Regions from separate parts of the Callithrix jacchus genome. Here region 2 is linked to region 1. The links are chromatin contacts, called in public Hi-C maps. All regions are on one chromosome and are shown on one strand. Each heading gives the region's core, a stretch centred on a gene start, on an enhancer-like site or on the middle of the called end of the contact. The rest is flanking DNA. Distances are from core to core; before and after follow the strand shown. Region 1 has its middle 53 kb from the start of CMIP. Region 2 overlaps CMIP (c-Maf inducing protein).

The links. A called contact is a pair of places that touch in the nucleus more often than the background predicts.
Region 2: a Hi-C map of induced pluripotent stem cells shows a contact between it and region 1, with 3 times the contacts expected there. The contact joins two enhancer-like sites. A contact is called at or near these places in 2 of 3 Hi-C or Micro-C datasets (induced pluripotent stem cells and skeletal muscle).

Annotation. Positions count from the first base shown.
Region 1 is chr20:38,947,828-38,950,899 of calJac240_pri, reverse strand. No RefSeq gene overlaps it. Among named protein-coding and RNA genes, the nearest start is that of CMIP, 53 kb to the left of the region's middle. Within about 2 kb of position 1,254, at least 5 of the 16 cell types and tissues checked have an H3K27ac peak or open chromatin away from gene starts, as enhancers often do.
Region 2 is chr20:39,249,447-39,252,789 of calJac240_pri, reverse strand. CMIP (c-Maf inducing protein) reads right to left here. Exons shown (of 21, transcript XM_035281878.3): 20 at 2,634-2,704. Among named protein-coding and RNA genes, the nearest start is that of PLCG2, 70 kb to the left of the region's middle. Within about 2 kb of position 1,784, at least 5 of the 16 cell types and tissues checked have an H3K27ac peak or open chromatin away from gene starts, as enhancers often do.

The DNA of each region.
Region 1 (3,072 bases), core at 5-2,504:
TCTCATATTGAAATGGGATCCCCAGTGTTGGAGGTGGGGCCGGTGGGAGGTGTTCGGGTCATGGTGGGAGACCTCTCATGAGTGAGTGCCCTCCCCATGGTAGTGAGTTCACATGAGAGGTTTTTTTGTTTGTTTTTGTTTTTGTTTTGAGACAGAGTTTTGCTTTTTTTGCTTTTGTTGCCCAGGCTGGAGTGCAGTGGCATGATCTCGGCTCACTGCAAACTCCGCCTCCTGGGTTCAAGTGATTCTCCTGCCTCAACCTCCTGAGTAGCTGGGATTACAGGCATGCACCACCATGCCCAGCTAATTTTGTATTTTTAGTAGAGACGGGGTTCCTCCATGTCGGTCAGGCTGGTCTCAAGCTCCCGACCTCAGGTGATCTGCCTGCCTCGGCCCCCTAGAGTGCTGGGATTACAGGTGTGAGCCACTGCACCTTGCCAGGAGTTGATTATTTGAAGAGCCTGGCACATGACTGGGTATGGTGGCTCACTCCTGTAATCCCAGCACTTTGGGAGGTCAAGGCAGATGGATCACTTCAGGCCGGGAGTTTGAGATCAGCCTGGCCAACATAGTGAAACCCTGTCTCTAGTAAAAATATAACAATTAGCTGGGTGTGGTGGTGGGTGCCTATAATCCCAGCTACTCAGGATGCTAAGGCAAGAGAATTGCTTGAACCCCGGAGGCAGAGGTTGCAGTGAGCCGAGATCACACCACTGCACTCCAGCTTGGGCAACAAGACCAAGATTCTGTTTCAAAAAAAAAAAAAAAAAAAAAAAAATAGCTCGGCACCTCCCGCCTCCCCTCTCCTTGCTCCCTCTCTTGCCATGTGAAGCCATGTGACACACCTGCCCCCTTCACCTTTCACCATGACTACCAGCGCCCTGAGGCTCTCCCTGGAAACAGCTGATGCTGGTGCCATGATTGTTTGGCCTGCAGAACTGTGAGCCAAAAAACCTCTTTTCCATGCACATTACCCAGTTACAGGTATCCCTTTCTCGCAATACAAAATGGACTAACGCAGGCCCACCTTGGAAATGGAGAACGATCGCCCTGTCTCAGAGTCCTTAATCACACTTGCAAAGCCCTTTCGGCCATGTCAGGTGACGTATTCACTGGTTCTAGGAGTAGAATGTGGATGTATTCGGGGGGTGGCAAAGATCAGAAGTCTCAAAGTTTTTCCCTGCAGAGGTGAGAACTCTGAAAGGGAGAACCCTGAGCGTGGCCGGGCTCTTCTGGCTGTGTCTCTGGGGCCTGTTGGAGCAGAGGAAGCTTTATTTGGTGCTGGTCTTATTGTATTGTGTCTAACAACACAGAGATGGCATAAAGGAGAAAGGACAGTCAGAGAGAGAATACCGGCTGGGTATCACAGACATGGGTCCAAATCCTGGCTCTGCCTCGGACAAGCCGTGTGACTTGGAGCAAGTTCGAGTCTCACTGTTATCCAGGCTGGAGCGCAGTGGCACAATCTCAGCTTAACACGACCTCCTGGATTCAAGTGGATCCCATGGACTTCCTGGATTCAAGCGATTCTCTTGCCTCAGCTTCCACAGTAGCTGGATTACAGGCATGCACCACCATGCCTGGCTAATTTTTACATTTTAGTAGAGATAGGGTTTCATCATGTTGGCCAGGCTGGGCTCGAACTCCTGACCTCAAGTGTTCCACCTACTTCAGCCTCCCAAAGTGCTGGGATTACAGGCATGAGCCACTGTACCCGGCCATGGAACAAGTTTAATTGCTTCTGACTTTCTTATCTGTGGAGCAAGGGCTGTAAAGACCTCTCAGGAATATTCTGAGTGCAATGACTAAGTTTAGCAACCCCTCCACAGGGCCTGGTAGGGGAGGTGTCTGATGAATGCTGGCCCTGGACAATTTCTGGGCAGTGCAGAGGACGGGAGGGGAGGGCAGCCAAGGCAAGCTGCACCTCCCTCTTCCTCCTCCACCCTGCCCCACAGCTGTGCTGGGCATGCACGGGGTGGCTGTGGCGGCTGCTCTCTGGCCGTGCTGGAATTGTGAGTTTCTCCTTTCCTGGTCACAGCTGATAAGTGTATCCTGCTTGATAGAAACACATCCACCCTTATGGCAGGAGTCCCAGGCAGGGAAATCTCTGAGCATGCCACCTCTAGCCCAAGAGAGTGTGCACTGCCTTTCCCCATAAATTGTTCAGGAGTATACATCTGTGCATGGGTGAGGAGTCCTCCCACCCTTGGCTCCATGCTCTGGGATGCAGCCGGGGAAGATGCAGGCTGGGCTGGCAGTGGCAACTGTGCAGAAGTGGGTCGTGCGTGTGTAGCTATGAGCACTGATGGGGCTCACAGATGAAGGCTTCACAGCCAGCACGAGGAGGTCTCGACTTGCACCAGCTACTGTTCTCTGCACTACCACGCATTAACTCACTTAGTCTGGCACAACCCTGAGGCCTTGCCACTGCCCCCAGGAAAACTGAGGCAGAGAGAGGAAGGACCCAGCTAACAAATGAGTTAGTGCTAGAGAACGGATTTGAACCCAAATTTAGCTCCAGGACCTGAGCTTTTAACTGAAGGTTGCCTCCTATTGAATTTAATTCAGAAACATGAGTGTGAAGGCTGCAGGAGACTTGTGTAACCAGGTTCCTTCCAATTCCCTGATGCTGGAGCGAGATGGGGGATCCCTGGGGAACACTGGTTGGTGCATACGCGGGTGGGCTCCTCCTGGTGCTGTTAACCCCCACTTCTCCAGCCGGAGTTTTGTTTTGCCCACCCCCGGACCACCTACAAGAAACACCACTTTGGGTATTGATATGGTTTGGCTCTGCGTCCCCACCCAAATGTCATCTTGAATTGTAATCCTCAAGTGTCAAGGGAGGGACCTGGTGGGAGGTGATTGCTTCATGGGTGCAGTTTCCCCCATGCTGTTTTCATGACAGAGTTCTCATGAGATCTGGTTGTCTGATAAGTGTGTGGCTTTTTCCCCTTCTCTCTCCTGCCACCATGTAACACACGACTTGCTTCTCCTTTTGCCCATGACTGTAAGTTTCCTGAGGCCTCCCCAACCATGTGAACTGTGAGTCAATTAAACCTCTTCTCTTTATAA
Region 2 (3,343 bases), core at 535-3,034, 300 kb before region 1:
CAGAGCAGGTGGGATGTGCCCTGGCCCCAGAGAAACCAGGCAGCGGGGCTCCCATGCCCTCGCCTTTCTTTTCAGGTAGAAGCAGCGGGGTGTGAACCCAACCTCTTCCATTTGCTGCATGACCATGGGCTGATAACCCAGCCTCTCAGAGCCTCAGTTTCTTCCCCCGTGGGCCAATCTGATTCTAGTCCCTGCCTCAAAGGACAGTGCTAGGGATTAAATACCAAATGCAGAAAGTCCAGGGCACCATTACGTGCCCTAAGGAAGGAAACTGTTCTCTCCTTTCCTGTCAGTGACATTCTCATCATTATCAGAAAATGGTCAGGGTGAACGGAGCGGACTGCAGTAAGTCTCAGGTAGTGGGGACTTGACTTAGAGTCTTCCCACTTGGGCTCTCCCTACACTGGATGCATTGCTACACTGTACGATTCGTCTCTCCATTGTTTTCTGCTACCCAGACCCTCTTCCACTCTTCGTTTATAAGCAGATGGATTTTTTCCTTTCTTTCTTTGAGACGGAGTCTCGCTCTGTTGCCAGGCTGGAGCACAGTGGGACAATCTCGGCTCACTGCAACCACTACCTCCTGGGTTCAAGTGATTCTCCTGCCTCAGCCTCCCAAGGAGCTGGAACTACAGGCATGCGCCACCACACCCAGCTAATTTTTGTACTTTTAGTAGAGACAGGGTTTTACCATGTTGGCCAGGATGGTCTTGATCTCTTGACCTCGTGATTCACCCGCCTTGGCCTCCCAAAGTGCTGGGATTACAGGTGTGAGCCACTGTGCCCCGCCTGGCTTTTTTTTCTTAATGAGCATCTACTATACAGAGAGGTAGCTGCCTCCTAACTGACCTCATGCCTTTACCTCCTCCCTCCCAACTTTCCTGTACACTGGCCAGCACGTTTTTTAGATGCATGTATGCATATATGCATGAACATGCAAATGTGTACACATACGCACATGCAATTCCAATTCCTCACTGCTGCTCTCCTGTGCTCAACAGCCCTCAATGGCTCCCCACTGCCCGGGCAGAGACTACAGGCAGGGGCCTGCAGCCACCTGCAGTGCTTAAAGCACGTTAAGCCAGCCTTTCAGAATCAGGAGACTTCGCAAAGAGTCTAGAATTCAAGGTTTCCTTGAAAAATGGGAAGATCTGGCCAGACCGGGCAGTGAACAATGTGGTGGGGCCAGCCCTGCACTGAGCGGAGGCCCCTCCTCCAAACGACAGGCAGTCTCTGTTTGCTCCAGAATCCCCTCCTCAGGGAGGCCGGCCACAGGCTGGCAGCATCAAGTTGGCACCATGTCTCTCTCAAATGTGTGAAAATAAAAAAAATAGACTGAAAGTGATTTTTCTTCCCACGTGGCCCTTCCTGCACTCCCCGTGGTGTCTGCTTTCCATCTGGTCTCAGTAGCGTCTGATTTTCAGCACTCGAAACTCAAGACACTCCAGAGCAGCGTTTCTCAAACTCGAGAGTGCACAGGAATTGCCCAGGGTGGGGTTAACACGCACTCAGATTCACAGGCCTGGGGTGGCCCAGATCCTGGATTTCTGTTGGCCCGAGTGGGGCCGAGCGCTGGTCTGCAGATGCCACTCTGAGGTCTAAACTCTGGGGTGGGTGCTCAGCTGGCTCTGCTCCCGCCATCTGTTGCTCTGCTGACCGTCCCTCCTTGCTGGCCCCACTGGGCCCTGTGCCCGCCTTGGTTGGCTGAGCTTGCCTGTGCCTCCCAGCAGGGAATGTGGCAGGCACACCTCGGCATCCCTGTCCCTGACACGGGTCTGGTACACAGCAGAGGCTCCAGAAGCGTCTGGAGGATGTGTGAGGGAGCACGCCCTGGCGGCAGGAGGCCTGGCTGTAGGAGGTAGGCCCCGGCCAAGGGCTGCTGGGGGATTCCCTCCAAGTGGCTTCCAGGGCACGAAGGTGCCAGCGTGGCTCATGGGCACCATCTGTGCTTTTCACCTTCAAGCCCATCCCTTCTCTCCCAGGATACTGGGCCTCTGCCGGTCTCACCTGCTCCTTCTGGGGTGGCTGGTACAGGCCCAGGAGGATGGGGTGACAGGAGGTAGGTGAAGGCCTGGCTCCCCCAACCTTCCCAAGGTGTGCACGTGCTTTTCTTACAATGCAGTGTGAGGCACCAGCCCCACTCAGCCTTCCCTGCTTCGAATCCAGCTCCCTCTCAAAATATTTATCTCCCAACAGCCACAGCATGCTTTTCAAAGCATGACTTGCTGCTCTGCTGAGACCTATGAGAGCTTTTTCCACCCAGCCCCGGCCCATTCCCTCTCACTGCCCGGCTACATCTGCTCCAAAGCCAGGCCTTGCCAATGTCTTCTGTCTCAGGACCTTGGCACCTGCTCCTCTTGCTCTTTGGATTTCTGACTTCTTACCTTTGAGGTCCCAGCTCCTGTGGCCTCTTCATCAAAGGGACCATCCCTGATCACCCCAGGCCACACAGCCTCTCCTATTTCCACTTACTCCCCCGCTGCTGCCTCTTCATCACTCCTTTTGACCTGCCGTTATTTTACGTATTGATCTGCAGGTGTCATTGTCTTTCACTGGAGAATGAGCTCCGTGCAGGCGATGCACCAGCATCCAGATGCTGGCTGGAGGAAGGAGGGGAGGAAGGAGGAAATTACCTTCAGATCTTCATAGGTGTCAGCTGAGAGCTTGGTGCTGTTCATGTTTAAACTGCAGAGACTCTTCATGGCTACACAGAGAGACAGATACAGTCATTAGGATAGCGAGGCCCCAAAGGGAGAGCTGCAGGTATGGGATGGCCAAGCTGGAGGGACTGAATGAAGATGCCAGGCCTTCTGTTTAGGAGACAGGGCTGGGGAGGCAGGTTTCACAGCCACAGCCAATGCAGGTGGCGCACTAGACACGGAAAGTCTATTTAGGCACGTACATGCTGGTCTCAACAGAGCCTTCATTCTCTTCCCACACTCTGAGTCTCCCTCCCTTCTGGTCCCTCTGTCATGTCCCTCCACTGCCTGGACCTGATGTCCCCAGAGCATACGTGCCACACCCTACACCTGGCCCGAGCCCTTCCCTAAGGGAACCCTGGATGCTCCCTGCACCCATCTCGTTGACTCAAGTGCTGCTTCTTGAAAGCAAGCCTGTGGTTTGTGCTGGAGTCACACGGGGACCGGATCCCTCCACCCATGCCCAGAGAAGCTGAGCAGGGCCGTGGCAGGGACCAGGAACCCGCAACGTTCATGAGGACTGCGACCCTTACCCCATGGGACTCCGGTGGAAGGAGCATATTTGCATTTGCAGATCTGGCTCCAGATGTTATCCTCTGCCTCCAATGACCCACTCACCTGCCCCCACCTCCTCCCAAGCCACC